Linked DNA regions of Nothobranchius furzeri: region 2 is linked to region 1. A link is a contact called in public Micro-C data. All regions are on one chromosome and are shown on one strand. Each heading gives the region's core, a stretch centred on a gene start, on an enhancer-like site or on the middle of the called end of the contact. The rest is flanking DNA. Distances are from core to core; before and after follow the strand shown.

Region 1 (3,640 bases), core at 531-3,030:
ACCAGAACATCTTCATGTGCTAGGCCTAATCCCAATATTCGCACTTCCACACTTGTGCCCTTCAATTGCACAATCCCAGCCAGGGGTGTGAGTGCGTAGGGTGCCCCGATTCTCAATTACCCACAATCCATTGCTGTGGGAGCAAAGGCTCAAATGCCTTTTCTGAAAACATGTATTTTATTAGGAAAGTCGTTCATTTTAGGACGATTAATTGATGCTCTGAATGTTTTAGACAAAGATTTAATGTGGATAGCAATGAATGTAAATTTTGTCAAATATTTGTTTGGTTCACTCATTCATTGCCTCCCGTTTCCTGATCAGAAAAGCCCGTTGCTGCCGGCGTTTTTCAGCATTTTCACTGTATTTTTAAGAGTCATAGAACGTTGCGCACTAGGGTGATGTCAACGTCAAAACTACCAAAACAAAGAGTAGACTCACTTCTTACATCAGGATGAATCTGCGTGTTTCGAGCGCTGTTCGTTCTTTCATAATCCGTTGTTGAATTGTGAAGCTTTTACGGTTCGTGCCTTTTTCTTTACAGCAGCGGCCCAAAAAGATCTCCTAACACATGGATTTTCTAATTCCTGATCATGTGATGTGTGACATACACAGATGAAGATCAGCGAGCTGAGATGTTTGTTTTCACGTTGCGGGGGCTCATTCCTACGCCCACACAGTAAAAAAATGCAAATGATGACTTTAGTCGTCACTGGCAGTTGGATTTAAAATGATGACTTTTGTCGTCAATGGCAGTTAATGAGTTAATGAAGTTTTTTTAAGTAGCACAGTGACCAGCAGACGGTTGATGACGCAATGCTCCCTGTCCAAATTCTGCAATCATTTGCACACTTGTGCACCACACACTCGAAGCCTTGCTGTGCACTTCTTCCAAGCACACTTCACAGAAGGGCACAGTGCGAGTATTGGGATTGGGCCTCATTCTCTATTTCCCCAAACTGAGGTTGTTAAAGAACCATCTGGAACAGGAAATGCATTATTCAACATCCCCACAGACCCCTTCTAAGGATCTGAATATTTTCAACCTTTTTTTTTTTTTTAGATGTTTATATAGTGATCTGTGACATAACCCACCAGGTGTCAGTATTTTACCTCCATTATGATGTCTAATGCATGCTGCAGAGGCAGACAAAGGAAGTGCATTTATGCACTGTTACCCTGCATTTCTGCGTGGAAGTTAAACCAAATAAGCACTTAAATAGTCAGTATTACACACTGAGGTTATGAATCACAAGATTGGAGTTTTCATTCACTTTTCTTTTGAGACAAAGTGGTTCCATTACTCGCACTCAAACATGAGTGAATTTATTTTATTTGTTTGTTCACATGTTGACTAAGATCTTTTTTCTATGACTCAGAGGAAATCAGAGGAGAAAGGGAACGCTTTGATTAATGCCCTACTTTTCTTTGGGAGGAGGAGGGAGATGCGCAGGGAGGGAGGCGCGGCTCTACGTGTCCTCCAGTCATCCTCTCAACTCTCCAGCAGCAGCTCGGTGGTGTGCGGCGTTTGGACGCAGACAGCCAGGAATCCGCGTCTGGAAGTCACTTTATTTAAAAAAACAACAACAACAAAAAACTATGAGGTGGAACCCGATCATTTCCGAAGCTGGATTTGCAACATCTGTTTATTTTTCCCTCGCAGCTGGACCTTCTTTTACATACCCGAATTAGGATTATTTCTCATCTCTTTTCGTCGTTTAAATATTGAACGCAACGCGGACTGATCCTTAAATAACAGAAAACCTTAAGGGAATGCGGTTTTTGAGCACAAAAATGTGATTTCTTCTTCTCCCACCCAGGAAGAAGTCTCGTCGGCGGCATCTCCAACAGCTGGGTCGGTTTGAGAAAATTAGTGATTATTATTATTTTTTAAATCCTCGTAAAGTAAAGCCTGGATTAAAACGTGGAATTATCAACATGAGAGGAGTTTAAATCATTTTTTAAAAATCCCAATTTGTTTGAACAAACGGCTGAAGGTTAAATATGGAGAACGAGGTTTTCACCCCATTACTGGAGCAGTTCATGCTCACCCCTCTGGTCTGCTGGGTAAGCACCCTAATTAAATATGCTAATGAGTGTTGACTCATTAAACAATCACCTTATTTCGCCTGTTAATTGATCGCACTCCTTTCTTTTTCCAGGTGAAGACCGTCGGGCGGTCGACAGTGAGCGATGGCAGTAAATTATCGGAATATATGGAATTAGTGGATGGGATTTACCTGAACGAGTTCATGCTGGAGATGTAAGTAAATCTGAGAGTTGGAGAGCCGAACCGGTCAGTCCTCTGAGCTGGCCTACATAGAGGCACGGAATTAGCCAATTGAGGGCATGCAGACATCAAACCAGAGATGTGCAACAACCTACAGTCCATGTTTTATTGTTATTATAGTGGAGGAGGGTTAAAATGATGGTCATCCTTACACGAGACAGCAGCCTCTGTCCAGTTGAGCTGAATGGAGGCTGCTCACAAAGAGGACCCTGTGTTGGTGGGAGTGGGTCAGATATATTAACACTTAAGATGTCTTTTGAGCTTGTGTACACCGGTGTCAGCTGCATGGATGCAGCATGCCTCAGCAGAAAACTAGACTCATTCCCTTGAAGCTGCACCCTGCTGTGTTGTTGATTAATCCTAAGGAGAAACACTCTTCCCAGCACACACACCATGCATGAAAATTTTAACTTGGATGGTGCAGGGAAACAAGAGCACGTTTTATTTTTATCTAATTAAAGAAAATGTAGCTTATTTGTAAGATCTACTGACAGTGCTGGATTTGTGAAGGACTGCATGTCGAATTTGTCTCTTTCCTGAGACCGTTTCTATATGTGGCATGACAGGAGAAAGATTTCTACTTCTTTGTCTGGCTGCAGGTTGCCACTTCCTGCCAGCATGATCTGTTAAAATACATTTTTTTTTCCATATTTCCACTAATGCCAGACTCTCCTGTCAGCTTTTCCCCTGCTTGCCAGTTTAAGGAGCATTCAGTTTTGCCTGCTCCCTGATGAATAGGTTTAAAAGGGATTTATGTGCAGCACATCTCGTGTTTCCTCCCATTGGTTTGAGCCGAGACAACCTCATATCTAATGTATTTGTAGAACATATAGTTGATTGATCTTATGCCTTTTTAAAGAGTGAGAACAGTTTACGTACAAAAAACATGCTTATTATTGTAACAAGTCACATTTATAGCAATAATAACTTGACAGGACAATTAAGAGGACACTTGTTTTGAGCTCTCCGATTGTCCGTTTGCTATAAGCTGCCTCAAGTTTCAACAACCTCTTCCATCTCCCTCTCCAGTGATTTGGTTCTACTCCTGAGTGCTTCTAGTCTCTCGCCGGCTCCAAATAGAATCATGTTTAGGAAAGCAGTTTTTAGGTTTAGAGCTTTCCTCGTTTACTCTGTGTGAAAGAGTAAAAACTGTATTTCCAGTGCATTTTCCCCAGTGGAACATTGGGTAATGGGTAAGCAACTGGAAGGATATGGGGGAAGGGTTGGAGAATGAAGCAAGATGGAAAAACCAAAGGACAATAACCTTTGACATGAAAAAGACAAGTCTGGGGTTTACAAATGAATATGTGCTACCCAGATACGCTGTAGGATCTCTGTGCTTATGTGCAGTGG
Region 2 (3,640 bases), core at 816-3,315, 61 kb after region 1:
AGACGGCCTCGTTGCAGGAGAACAACACCACGCTGCAGACGCAGAACGCCAAACTGCAGGTAACCACTAACGTCGTGTTCAAAAGTTACAGAGTTAGAGGCATACATATCAGCAGGGGTGCCCCCAACGGCTGGCCAGAAGGGAGCTATGGTCACCTCACTGACCCCCCCAGAAGGGAGACCCCCACCCCCCCACCCCCAACGCCCTTTATTAAATCACATACATGCTCACTTGAACCCTACATCCATCTTCTTTAATCAAGACATGCATGTTGCACCCGGTAAACATTTATTATAATGCAATTTTTAATAAATCTTAGTTTAAAGATTGTGTGTGTGTGTGTGTGTGTGTGTGTGTGTGTGTGTGTGTGTGTGTGTGTGTGTGTGTCACTGAGGCGCACCAGCTTTTAAAAAAAGGTATACATTTCAATATTTTTCTGAATTGTCTGGTTGAGACAGCAAACTGCTAATTGAGCTTTTAAGAGTGGTTGACTGAAAAACATTTTTTAAATGATTACTTCTGTTTAATCAGTCACTCTTGAGTTTCTCATGCAGACTGAACATGAAAATAGTCTCCTTCACATATCTCCTGCATTAGCTTCTGATCGAAAATAGATGGTGAAACTCTAGGTTTTGTAAATCCTCATAGATCTACGCCACACTGTGAATTGGCGTTCATGGACTCACTGATCTTGACTTACGACAGGGAGGCTGTTGTTGATTTAGCGTTGTGGCTAGTTTAAGCTAACCATTAGCATTAGCAGCTTCACCACACAGCAGGAACTCCTCCAGGCTTGTGTTATTTGTAGACATAAGACATCCACTTTGCAAGTCAGTGGTAGAGCCGCGTTGCTGTTATCCAATCCAAGGCAGGCTGTCCAGATATCAGGAAATAAGACTCCAAATCTCGCCGTCTGATGTTGCAGGTTTGTGGGCTTTTTTGTGCCCTGAGTGTTGCCTGCGAGGCATGCATTTCTATTAGAAACCACTGCAAATGTATTGATATAACAAGTAATCCACCCCTTTAAAATTGTAAAACAACGTTTGAAACAATAACTTAGAACTTTTTGTCTTTTTTCTGAAATATTTGCATTTCTTAAATTTGACATAAATGTGTTGGATGCATTAGACGAATTGTTTTGTTTTTTAAATAAAAAAAAAGAATAACTGAGCAATTCAATGCACAGCAAAAAGGTAAACTCTGATTCACCACGGGGACCAATTTGGTGGGCCACCCCAAAATTATCACTGCCCCCTCGTGAAAAAATTCTGGGGACACTACTGCCTATCAGATTCAGTTCTTTAATAGTTATCTTTATCTTTTTTCCTCATAAATGCCACATAAGGCAAGGCGAGGCAGCTTTATTTATATAGCACGTTTCATACACAGAGGCAATTCAATGTGCTTTCCAATAGCAAGAACATTCAAATCAACTTGACAGAAAATACAATTAAAAAATTAAAAAGAAACAACTTTAAGGTTAAGGCGTGTGCAAATACAGTGCAGAAGGTGGAGCATGTAACCTTAGCACATAAACCATATAAAATTGTGGCTTTTACATTATTAGGCTAGATAGGATTGGTGCACAGATGCAGCACTGCTCCTCTGGAAGGTGTTATTACAGTTTGCTGGTGATTCTACATTTTACACACTTGTGTTTACACAGTTGGCCTGCCAAGCGGCTCGGCTCCCTGCTATAGATTTAGACTTACCCTCACTGTTTGGCAGGTTTTCAAACCCTCCTTATGGGTAGCAGGATTTACACTGACCATGCACTAGCTAGCTGTGTCTGGAGGGTGTTTGTTTCCTAGCTTAAAGTGTAACGTGAGTTATGTGTGTGTGAGGCCACAATACGTTAAGTTAGGTGTTTGTGAGTGAGTAAAAATGAAACTTGGCTTCATTTAGGTTGTGGGTTCATATGTCAGAGTGAATAAGCATGGTCGGTATGATATCAGAGGACTTTTAGACTCAGAAACCACGTTAACCATGAAGAGAAGATGAATAGAAACATGTTTCCTGCTGGTGTTTTTTTTTAAACAGATGTTTCAGCAAATCGGGAGGTCACACTGAACACTCACAGTGCCCCCTAGAGGTCTTAAACTGCAACAAATCCTCATTTTCCCTCCAGTGAATTAAGATTAATGCTGTTTTTTAAAACATATTTAAAATAAGTATTTCTTTTCCTACCTTTGTCATCCCATGCAGGTGGAAAACTCAACCCTGAGTTCCCGAAGTGCTGCGCTGATGGCCCAGAATGCCCAGCTGCAGACCCAGCAGAGCAGTGTGGAGGGGGAGCGAGAAGGAGCGCTGAAAGAGAAAGAAGAGCTGAGGGCAACTTACGAACTGCTGCTCCGAGATCACGAGAAGCTGGCAGCGCTCCATGAGAGACAGGCCGTGGAGTACGAAGCCCTGATTGGGAAACATGGCGGCCTGAAGACCTCCCACAAGAGCCTGGAGCAACAGCACAGGGACTTGGAGGACAAGTGAGACACAGTCTTCCGCCAGTCAAACTAAACTGGCCAAGCTGGGCAAATACATAAAACAAGACATTTTGAATTTGTGATTTATTTTTTCTGTGTTTTGTAAATGTGTGTTTTATGCATTTAGATATAAGCAGCTCCTGCAGAGAAAAGGGGAATTGGAGGAACTGGAGAAGAACCTGAAGAAACAGCAGGAAAAGATGGAGCAGGAGAACCAGAGCCACAAAGCTACAGCTGACCAATGTAAACAACTCAAAGAGGAGAACGACAGGTCCGATTAATCAGAACCATGTTCACTTAATAAGAATTACACATTTAGATAAAAATCTTAACCTTGTGCTCACTTTCCAGACTCAACACGTCTTATCGTCAGCTGGTGCAGGACAACGAGAGTCTCCAGCTGGACCATAAGAACATAAAGAGCCAGTTGAACAGTGCAAAGCTGGAGCAGACCAAACTGGAGGCCGAGTTCTCCAAACTGAAGGAACAATATCAGCAGCTGGACATCACCTCCACAAAACTCACCAACCAGTGTGAAGTAAGAGGACTCCTGACTTTGTGTCTTCACATCTCTCTTGTTATTGCTCATCTGGGTGTTCCTGCATCCCTGCTGCGTGTGTTAGCTGTTGAGCCAGCTAAAGGGAAACCTGGAGGAGGAGAACCGTCACCTGTTGGACCAGATCCAGACCCTGATGCTGCAGAACCGCACACTTCTGGAGCAGACCATGGAAAGCAAGGACCTGTTCCACGTAGAGCAAAGACAATACATGTAAAGCTGATAATTAATGTTCGTTCTCTAAAGAATGTTCAGTAAGTGTTAAATTGTAAGAATTGACCTTTTTTTATGTTTTTGCTCAACCTTTAGAGACAAACTGAACGAGCTGAGGAGGCAAAAGGAAAAGCTGGAGGAAAAAATCATGGACCAGTACAAATTCTACGACCCGTCACCCCCACGCAGGTAAAACACAGCATCAGCAAATCAAGTGGGGACAAAACGATAGAGATCTATTTCTAGTTTTTGTTATAGGAGCAAGCTTCAGTTTGCTTTTTGGCTCTCAGAGATGCATACTCTTAGACACGTTCATCTAATATTTATGACTGCAGAGCCACAGCTGCACACGGCAACCCTTAAACATGAATAACAGTCGGGATTTGTTCAA

What was found. A called contact is a pair of places that touch in the nucleus more often than the background predicts.
Region 2: a contact with region 1 is called in a Micro-C map of tail fin, with 15 times the contacts expected there. The contact joins the enhancer-like site here to the promoter of ccdc88ab in region 1. A contact is called at or near these places in 2 of 2 Hi-C or Micro-C datasets (skeletal muscle and tail fin).

What each region holds. Positions count from the first base shown.
Region 1 is chr12:26,282,374-26,286,013 of NfurGRZ-RIMD1, forward strand. It overlaps ccdc88ab (coiled-coil domain containing 88Ab), which reads left to right and starts at 1,781. Exons shown (of 39, transcript XR_001571746.3): 1 at 1,781-2,064; 2 at 2,160-2,260.
Region 2 is chr12:26,343,021-26,346,660 of NfurGRZ-RIMD1, forward strand. It overlaps ccdc88ab (coiled-coil domain containing 88Ab), which reads left to right. Exons shown (of 39, transcript XR_001571746.3): 23 at 1-59; 24 at 2,206-2,483; 25 at 2,608-2,751; 26 at 2,832-3,018; 27 at 3,104-3,249; 28 at 3,346-3,438. Among protein-coding and RNA genes, the nearest start is that of LOC139062102, 36 kb to the left of the region's middle. Within about 2 kb of position 2,066, at least 1 of the 3 cell types and tissues checked has an H3K27ac peak or open chromatin away from gene starts, as enhancers often do. A contact at or near this core is called in tail fin, where this site is marked.